2 separate regions of the Sus scrofa genome follow, and region 1 is linked to region 2. Evidence: chromatin contacts called from public Hi-C data. All regions are on one chromosome and are shown on one strand. Each heading gives the region's core, a stretch centred on a gene start, on an enhancer-like site or on the middle of the called end of the contact. The rest is flanking DNA. Distances are from core to core; before and after follow the strand shown. Region 1 overlaps ARHGAP1 (rho GTPase-activating protein 1). Region 2 holds the start of F2 (coagulation factor II, thrombin).

Evidence for each region. A called contact is a pair of places that touch in the nucleus more often than the background predicts.
Region 1: a Hi-C map of skeletal muscle shows a contact between it and region 2, with 2.0 times the contacts expected there. The contact joins the enhancer-like site here to the promoter of F2 in region 2. A contact is called at or near these places in 1 of 5 promoter capture datasets (liver), 6 of 47 Hi-C or Micro-C datasets (embryonic fibroblasts, liver and skeletal muscle) and 1 of 2 datasets of contacts at active chromatin or transcription factors (skeletal muscle).

Annotation. Positions count from the first base shown.
Region 1 is chr2:15,853,823-15,858,494 of Sscrofa11.1, reverse strand. It overlaps ARHGAP1 (rho GTPase-activating protein 1), which reads right to left. Exons shown (of 13, transcript XM_003122825.5): 13 at 4,314-4,672. ATG13 (autophagy-related protein 13) reads left to right here. Exons shown (of 17, transcript XM_005660949.3): 17 at 1-1,636. Among named protein-coding and RNA genes, the nearest start is that of ZNF408, 22 kb to the right of the region's middle. Within about 2 kb of position 2,959, at least 48 of the 83 cell types and tissues checked have an H3K27ac peak or open chromatin away from gene starts, as enhancers often do. A contact at or near this core is called in embryonic fibroblasts, liver and skeletal muscle, where this site is marked.
Region 2 is chr2:15,815,685-15,820,570 of Sscrofa11.1, reverse strand. F2 (coagulation factor II, thrombin) reads left to right here and starts at 1,448. Exons shown (of 14, transcript NM_001122985.1): 1 at 1,448-1,534; 2 at 1,917-2,080; 3 at 2,977-3,001; 4 at 3,230-3,280; 5 at 4,710-4,815. The coding sequence starts at 1,456.

The sequences.
Region 1 (4,672 bases), core at 1,710-4,209, 36 kb before region 2:
CAGGCCTCCTGCCCAAGGTGATGAGAACTCTGAAGTCAGCCATTCCCACCCTTCAAGGCTGTGCCAGCCCATCCGAGCAGCCCTGGCGGCTGCCTGCTCAGCTGCGTGGAAGCAAAATCCTAAGTCTCTAGGATTCCGTCATTGGCGTCATGGCAAAGCTCCTTCTCTTTCCTCTCCTCCCTTCCCCTGTTGCTGCTCCTTGGCTATAGAACACGGTGAATATTTATTACTTTCAGAGAAATCAGCTATTTTATAGAGAAAATATGTTTGAGGTTAGATGTTTTCACTTGAGGAAGGTGGAGGGCCTCTTCGGGGGGGGCAGCCCCTCCTCCTGTGGAGGTTCCTCAGACTCCGGGCTGCTGCTCTGAGGACCTGCCTTCCCATGTACATATAAGGTGGGATCCAAGACCGGGGCTATCTGAGGGCAACAGAACCTCCCAGAATTGCTGCATTTGAACTGAAAACAGGCTCTGCCTTGGACATGTACATGCTCCTGGGAGAACCTTGAATCTCCTAGCTTCTCCAGAGAGACTGGCTCTGTTCTGGCAGCCCAGGAAGTCTTGGGTGCAAGACGTGATGACTCCCCAGAGTTGTGCCACATGTAGAGCCCAAGAGGCACAGTGTCCCAGGGAAGGCCAGACAGGCACCCCTTCCTTGTTCCTGTTTCTAGAGGCTGAGTTACAGGCCTTTTCTTCCTTCTGCCTGAGCCTGGCCCCCACCTGTCTTTATCCCCAGGGTCTGGATGCTGCCCTGAGGTTTGCTAGTTGGATTGGCTCCTTGTTAGAAACCAAAGCTGGGCATACGGTTGAGTTAACTCTCCAGGTATTATTACTTGAGGAAGTTGAGGGCCTGGCCTTGCCCACTGACCATCTGTTCCTCACTCCCTAAACTGTAGCTCCGGCCGAGGAGAACTAGGCCCACCCCACTCCTCCTGGCCCACCTGGGGTGTTCATTGGCAGCAGCTGTTCTGCAGCGGAGCAGGTGGCCCTCATTTGTTTATTAGTAAGTGCATGTGACAGCCAAAAAGGCTGATCTCAGGGCTGGGGTCAGCTCCGACACTGTCTCGGGCCAAGCCCTGCCCCTGTGCACACATTTTCCTGCCACAAAGAAATATTCCCAGTATCAGCATTCAGCTGGCCCTCCTATCTTTGGGCCAGAACACGCTCATGGCCTGATAAACCAGTCCAGGTTCACCCCCAAGGCCCTAGAACTGAGAAGGGTGAAGGCCCTGGTAAGTTCCTGATTGCTCCCCACCCCCACCCCAGTATCTCAGCTGCTGCCCTCCTTCCAAGGCCTCTTCGTTTCCCTCTGTGTCTCTAATTGTGGGCCTCTGCAGGCAGCAGCCTTTCTTCAGGATCCCATCAGTGAGAGGCCAGGGAGACTGAGCCCTGACTTTGAGCTGAGCCTGGGAGGAGCAGAGCAACTGTCAAGGCCGGCCCTTGCCCCTCAGCCCTGTACAGTGAAAGGTATGAGCCCTAGACTGACTTGCGCAGCACCCCCGGGACAGGGCTGGGACCAGTCGTGTCTCCAGGTGGGGAGAGCCCCTCCCCGTCCTCCAGCCGACTTTATTTGGAAATATTGAGCTATACTTTAAAATGTATTCAGGAGATTTCCAATAAACTTTTTCTGTACTTTACAGCGTCCTGTCCTGCAAGTTGTCTAAAAACCTAGCCCACTTTCTCCCACTTCTGTGCAGGCCCGGGTTGCCAGCAGGCTCCATGGAAGGAAGAGCGGGCCCCGTGAAGCACAGCGAGGCTTCGGAGCCAGGCAGGCTGTTTGGAGTCTTGGGACCTTGGGCTGGTCAGGAAACCTCCTAGAGCCTCCTTTGCCTTGGCTGTAGTGTTCTCATTTCAGGGGTTGTGTGTGAGTACTCAGTGACGTGATGCATCTGAAGTAGACGTGAATGTGTGAAGAGGCCCATAGTAAAATCCTCAGAACGGTAGGTAGGCCATTACCTTCAGCTCTCTCTCCTCCCACAGCACGGCTCACCTCTCACCCTGGGCGGCTGCAGCCTTTGGCTCAGAGGGAAGGACAACTGGCAGGTCTCTGCAGAGGCCGGGCAGGGGGTGGGGCACTCCCCAGGCTGCCGGGGATGTTTGCTGATCTGGTGTGAGGGGTTGTGACTGAGCAAACCCAACAGAAGGGAAGAGACTGGGTGAAGGAACGGGGGAAGTTCAGGGCCTGTGCAGTTTGCTTAGCTGCCCTGATCTGACAGACAGCTCGAGCCAGGGCACCGGGCTGGTCTCTGAGGATCCAGGAGAAGTAGAAGAGCCCCCTGGGGGCTTCCTCGACAGGTGTCAGCCCTGGCAAAGCCAGCTCCTTCTTCCTGGTTTGGAGGGAGATGGGGGGCAGGGGGGAGGGAGTGGAAGGTGGAACTGGAGACAGAGACAGAGGTGGTTCTAGAGACCAGAGGCTGACAGGCCTGGGCAAGTGCTGTCTTGGTTGCCTCCCACGCCCTTCAGGCTGAAGCCAGGCCCCAGGGCAGAAGAGGGCCAGTTAGAAAATTCTTAATTCAGGAGTTCTGTGGCTCAGCAGCTTAGGGATCTGACAGTGTCTTGGCAGTGGATCAGGTCACTGCTGTGGCATGGTTTCCATCTCTGGCCCAGGAACTTCTGCATGCCACAGGTATGGCCAAAAAAGAAAATTCTAAATTCAGCCCAAACCTGGGGCTGAAAAGAATGGGCCTGCCCACTGCTGCCTTTATGGGTCCTGGGAGTCTTGGCTCGTTAGTGAACTGCATATTGACGTCGACCGTTATACCTGACTGTGCACCCAACCCCTGGGTCAGAAATGGTTGAAAGATTGTCCTCAGAGTCCTCACCTTCAGTCGAGGTCCCCCAAAAGCACAGTGTTTAGTTGCCTCATGTCTGACGTGTTCTGCCCCTTTAAGCCGTGTCCCTACACTCTGCCCCCAGAGACTTACTGTTGCCAAGGCGAGGGTAAACTGGCTTTTGAGTCACTCTGCAGAGGCCCTGCCAGGAATCCAGCCCGAGTAAACAGCTCTCCCGAGAGCCCCATCTCATTTCCCAGGGTCACTGCCCCTCTGTTCTAAACAGTCCCCAGCTAGAGCTGAGCAGAGCCAGGGAGACAGGCCACCTTCTCTCTGAGCTACCTGGACGATGGTCACAGTTGCGCAGCAGGACTGGCTTTTGGGGGCTCAGTGCCTGTGTACGTAACCATTGTGTTAGCACCACTTGATCCTGCAGCTTTGGTCTGGGCTTCCCCAGCCCAAACAAGCAAAGAGGAGAAAAAAGAACAGGCCTGACTGGTGCCTTTAGAGCCTCCCGATTGCAGTCAGCAGGCAAACAGCTGGAACTTGACAACTGTGCCCACTGAAATTTTGGCCTACCCGCCCTGTGACAAACCACTTTTTAAACTTGTGGTAAAATACATGGAAATGTTACCATCTTAACCCTTTAAAGCAAAGCAAAGCATGCTCAGGAGAAGAAAGGAAAGCTGGATCCTCCATAGCCTCCATGGGACTAGGTGGCAGGTGGAAACAGCCGAGGCTGTCAGGCTGGGGGGAGGATGAGGAGGTCCAGAATGGTTAGGAGGTGAGGTCAGATTGCTACCCTGGCTCATCTATGAAATGACCATCATTCTAGTTCCCAGTGGGCACCTATTCTGTTACAGCGTAGACTTTACAGTTGGCCCTCACAGTTGTAGGTTCTACATCCGAGAGCTCCCCCAACCTCGGAGGAAAAGAAAAAATATTTGGGAAAAAAAAATGCCAGGAAGTTCCAAGAAGCAAAACTTGTATTTGTTGCATGCTGGCAGTATTTCCATGGCATTTACACTGTGTTAGATAAGTAATCTAGAAACGATTTAAAGAGAGGATGTGCGTAGGTTACATTGCAGATACTACAACATAAGGGACTTGAGCATCCTTGGATTTGGGTATCGTGTGCTGGGGTGGGGGGTGGCTAGAATCCATCCCCTGCACGTAGGGACAGGCAGGTGTATTTCTGATCTTTAGAGACATGAAAAATCAGTCTCAGAGATTACATGACAGTTGCCAGTTAGAGCTGGTGGTAAGTGAGGGAATGAGGATTCAAACCCTGGTCTGACCCTAAAGCCCCTGCTGGTCCACCACAGTTCACTGTGTTAAGGATCCAGTGTTCACTGCCGTGGGTTGGGTCACTGCTATAGCATAGGTTCAGTCCCTGACTTAATACCGCTCAAGAGTGAGCAGGATGAGGAAGGGGTGATGTGGACTGGGGAGGCGACTTCCTGAGGCCCCATCTGCTCCTCCGCAACCACACACCTCCCACCCAGTTCTGAGCCTCCATGTACTTCCTTAACAGCCAGATGGGTAGTTTTGAACTCCTTTTTTATTGAAATATAAAAAGTGCAAAGGTGAAATACATGATTGGTGCCAAGGAAGTCACTAAGTGTGAATGTGAACACTTGATTCACAGTATGAGCCCCCTACCCCGGGGTAAAGACCAGTGGGGGGAGGGGCGGAGAGACCAAATAGATCCACGAAGCTCCCCAGTAAGTGGGGTTGTGAGTGACACCTGATATACCAAGGAAGGCAGAAAGCAGAAGCCCGGGCCTGGACTGGAGACAAAGGGACTGATGGGGAACCAGCAGCCATGCCAGGCCCCAAATCCTGACATGCTAGTGCCCTGGGGAGAGAGCCCAGTGAGGTCAAGGCCCAGGCCACACCTGG
Region 2 (4,886 bases), core at 199-2,698:
CTTGATCTGGTGGTGGTTACATGGGTGTATGCATAAAATTTTCAGTTAAACACTTAGGAGTTGTTTAAGCATTACTGTATATAAGCTGAACATCAATTTAAAAAACATACTGAGAAGTTCCTGTTGTGGCTCAGTGGTAAGGAACCTGACAGGATACGAATTTGATCCCCGGCCTCACTCAGTGGGTTAAGGATCCGATGTGGCCATGAGCTATGGTGTAGGCCTCAAACATGGCTCTGATCTGGTGTTGCTGTGGCTATGGTGTAGGCTGGCAGCTGAAGCTCTGACTCAACCCCTAGCCTGGTAACTTCCATGTGCCACGGGGTGCGACACTAAAAAAAAAAAAAAAAAAATTGAAAAGTAGGAATGGATATATATATATGAAGTAGACCACCCAGGAATTAAGCTGATTTGTGGGGTTCCTGGCCCCCAGTTCTCTGCCAACCCTCTCCCCTGTTTTGCACCAGGCCCCTCCCTGTGGTCTTCCCAGATTGTACATGACCGAGGCCCAGACCCTGAACAGCCAGGCCCAAGGGACTGCAGGACAAGAACCTGTACTCCCTGTGTTCCTGCTCTTTGGCCCTTTGTCCCAGTTCGACCCAGGACTAATATTTACCTTTCATACTGCAAACAGGAAGTGGGGGAGAGATGGGAGCAGAGCTGGGCAAGGAGTAGTGTGGGACCAGTAGCCACTCCAGGTCTGGCCCCAGGCAGACAGTCATATACCTACTCCGGGGCAGGCCGCAAGTCCTGGGAGAGAAAGCAGACCAGAAGCCAGAGAGGCCCTGGGCCTGGCTCCTCCTCTTAGGCAACCAGCACTCACAAACATGCCTCCAGGGCTTCCAGACGAGGAAGAGGGGAAATGGGACCCTCATCAGGGCGGAGAGGCTGGGGCCAAGGTCCAGCCCAGTGTGACCTGGGACAAGGTAGCAGCTCTCAGCTGGCTGCTCCCTTGCCTCTGTTTTCTCACATCTGTGCGTGGTGATGACACATACCTCCTCGCTGGTTTACATCCATGTAGATGATTATTAAGCTCTTGCTATGTATTTATAATCTCCTTTAGTCCTCACAATAAGATACTCATCCCATTTTACAGATGAGGAAACCGAGGCCCACAGGGATCAAAGCAACCACCACCTGTGCATGTGTTAGGATTGGAAGGAGACTTGGGAAGAGCTCGTGACCCCACTGGCCTAGGTTGGCCCGTGCCTCCGGGAGGGAGGGGCTGGACAATGGTGGTTACGTTGATCTTTGCTACACGACTCCGTCCCAGACCATCCATCCCTGGTCCCAGGAGGACCTGTCCTCCCAGGTGGCGGGAGTGAACTATCTATCCACTTGTCCCCATGGCCCTGACCCGCTGACCTCTGTCTCCCAGCTGATTTCTTCATGTTAGTTCAACATTAACCCAGAGGGGTCAGGAAAAGCCCTCAGAGTCCTGGGAGCCGACACACTATGGCGCACGTCGGAGGCCTGTGGCTTCCTGGCTGCTTGGCCCTGGCTGTCCTCGTTAGCCTTGTGCACAGCCAGCATGGTAAGGGGGGCCTGGAAGCTGGGACAGACCGGCAGACTGGGATGTGGGCCAGGGGGCTGGGGTCTCCTGGCTCGACAAAGAACACGGCGCCGGCCCCCAGCCGGGTCTCAGCTCACGGTGTCCAGCTGAGGGAAGGAGCCGGGTGCTCAGGGCTGGACAGACAGGGACTGCTTCTCCTCTTGCAATACCGGGAGAGGGCTGGGGCTGACCTGTGAAAGGAGGGGTGCTAGTGGGCTGCTGTTAGCAGCCTCTGGGGGGCAGCCGCCATCCCAGAATCTCCCTTTTGGAAGCCAGCAGGCAGGCCAGGCTTGCTTCCTGCCCCCATGGTGGCCAAGACAACCTGGCTCCCAGAGGCCACTGTCCCACGCCCCTCCTCCCGCAGTGTTCATGGCCCCTCAGCAAGCACTGTCGCTGCTCCAGCGGGCCCGACGCGCTAACAGCGGCTTCTTCGAGGAGATGCGGAAGGGCAACCTGGAGCGAGAGTGCGTGGAGGAGCAGTGCAGCCGCGAGGAGGCCTACGAGGCCCTGGAGTCTCCCAGTGAAACGGTGAGCTCCCCCGAGAGGGAGACCCCAGCTGCAAGAGCACAAAGGAGGGGGGTGCGGAACCTGGCAGCTCTTATCTTCATCTCTGGGCCCTGTTTCACTGGGCTGCCATGATGAGCAGCTCAGCCTCTGGGAGGCCCTGTCACTTGGGCTGTGTCAGGGTCCTGGGGTCTGGTGAGGCTTCAGCATGTCAGGGGTCCTCCCCGGTCTTCAAACATCTGTCTATGTTGGGGTCACTAGAGCCCCCAGTCCTGGACACGTAGCCTATCAACTTTAGTGTTTGTTTTGTTTTGTTTTTGTTTTTGTCTTTTTGTCTTTTCTAGGGCCGCTCCCGTGGCATATGGAGGTTCCTAGGCCAGGGGTCGAATTGGAGCTGTAGCCCCCGGCCTACACCTGAGCCACAGCACCGCGAGATCCAAGCCGAATCTGCAACCTACACCACAGCTCACGGCAACGCCAGATCCTTAACCCACTGAGCAAGGCCAGGGATTGAACCTGCAACCTCATGGTTCCTAGTCGGATTCATTAACCACTGAGCCACGACGGGAACTCCAGCTTTAGTTTTGCTGTGACTTGTGTGCCCCCTTGGGAGGTGGGTGTCTGGTCAGGCCCAGAGACCAGCTTCCCCTTCCCGGAGGCTCTGCCTGGGCCCCTCTCCTCCAGTCCACCCCCACCAGGAGATTCCCTTTCAGCCTTGGCCAACAGAAGATGGGGGGCTCCTCTCTCCTCAAATACTTGGGTTTTTGGGAAAAAAATTAGGAAACTCTGCCACAACCTCCCCAGAGCCAGCCCTGCGTGACCAGGGTAAGGGAAAGAGGATGGTCTAAGAAGGCAGAAAGTTTACTAAAAAAACAAAGCAGGATCCTGCCACAGCCTCACTCTCAGCCCTTGTTTTTCAGGATGCATTCTGGGCCAAGTACACAGGTGAGCACTGGGAAGGGTTTGCTCCAAGAAGGGAGTCTGGGGACCCCAGAGAGAGAATGCTCCGTCCCTGAGACCCTTCTGGTCCATCCAGGCATCCCTGCCTCCACCCAGGTCTCTCCCTTCTATCTATCTGCCCATCTCTGTTTCTGAATGTCATCCCATCTACCCTTCGCTTGAACCCATCCTGTCTCTGCCTTGATCTCAGTGGTTTTTCTGGGTCTTTTCCAGCTTGTGAGTCAGTGAGGAAATCTCGAGAAAAGCTGGTTGAATGTCTGGAAGGTAAGGAACTGACATGGGGGTTGGGGGGACAGGATATGAGGGGATAGCCTTGGAAAAGAGCACAGTAGGGGTGGGTGAGGAGTTGTGGCCCAAGGGTGGTGGCCTCTGGCATCTGACATTGCCATTCTGGTCCTGAGGTCCAGGATATATCTTTGCACCTGGCTCTGTGCCTGACAGGAAGATGATTAATGTTGGAGAAACTAATTAATGAATGGGTAATGAATGATGATTTTAAGGCTTCACTCTCATCCAAACCCTACATATGCCAGGCAGTCTTCCCCGTGTGCCCGAGGCAGAGCTCCAGTGATGTCACATTCATTCTCCAAAGCCTTGAGGGGCTCCCCACTGCCCCCAGAACAGAGCACAGGCTTCTTACTTCTTAGCCTGGTGAATTTAGCAGGTTCTGGCCTTTACCTTCCCTTTTAGCTTTAGCTCCCATTGCACTAACTCTGCACCCAGACCCCCAGCTTGCTGACAGCAAGCACTTCTCTAAACAGGCCTAGATGTTTCTATCTCCTGGCCCCTGCTTACATTGTCATCTTCCCCTGGCGTAATCATCATTGCCCTGCTGAAAACCTCCCTATCCTTCGAGAGCTAGTTCAAATGCCACCACCTTGCTGAGCCTTCAAGGTGCATCCGCCCTCTTCCACAGCATCCTGGACACACCTTTAGTATAACATTAGGCCCCACTAGTGGAACTCCGTGAATCACTGGCCATACTTTCATTTGTTATATAAGTTATTCAGTAGACATTTAACTAAGCCCCTGCTGTGTATCAAGGACTAAGGCGAGTGTTGGGGATTTTAAAAGAATCAGGGAGACGGCAGTTTCATAGGAAAATAAAAATACAAAACATCAAAGTAATTGATGGGAAAGTTCTGATCCAGGGGACGAGAGCATTCTAGGAGAGGGAGCGTTTTATTTGCGGGCCGAGTCAAGGACAGCTCTCCAGAAGAAGGAGAGTTCTACCTGGATTTGTGGGATGCACTGTTGAATAAACAGGAAAGCATTTAAGGCAAAGGAAAGAAGAGTATGTTCAAAGGCCTTGAGGCATGAGGAGCTAAGATACCAGCACAGGTAGATCAGGGCCAGATTAGAAGGACCTTTTTAATTTTTTTATCCTGCTGGCTATGAGGAGCCCCTGAATATAAGCTCCAGAAGGGCAGGGACCCACCTTTACTATTGTCTTATTCATTGCTATGTCCCTGGTACCTGGCGCAGTGTCTGTCATGTGGCTGTCACCTAGTAGGCACTCAGTAAATATTGGGTGACTACTGTTAAATGAATTGAAGAACAACTGGGTACAGAGGAGGTGCTGAGTAAATGCAGGTTAAGGATCATGGCCCAGAGGTAGCTTGGAGGGGATGGATCAACAGAGCTTTGCCTAGAGAGGAGGGGACAGATCTTTAGTGGGCTGGGGTCTCTGCAGGTAACTGTGCTGAAGGTCTGGGTATGAACTACCGAGGGAACATAAGCGTCACCCGGTCAGGCATTGAGTGCCAGCTCTGGAGGAGTCGCTACCCACATAAGCCAGAGTGAGTAATGGGCAGGCCTGTCTGCCAGCGGGCTGGGAATAGGGGAGAGGAGACCCTGGGGGCGGGGGCGG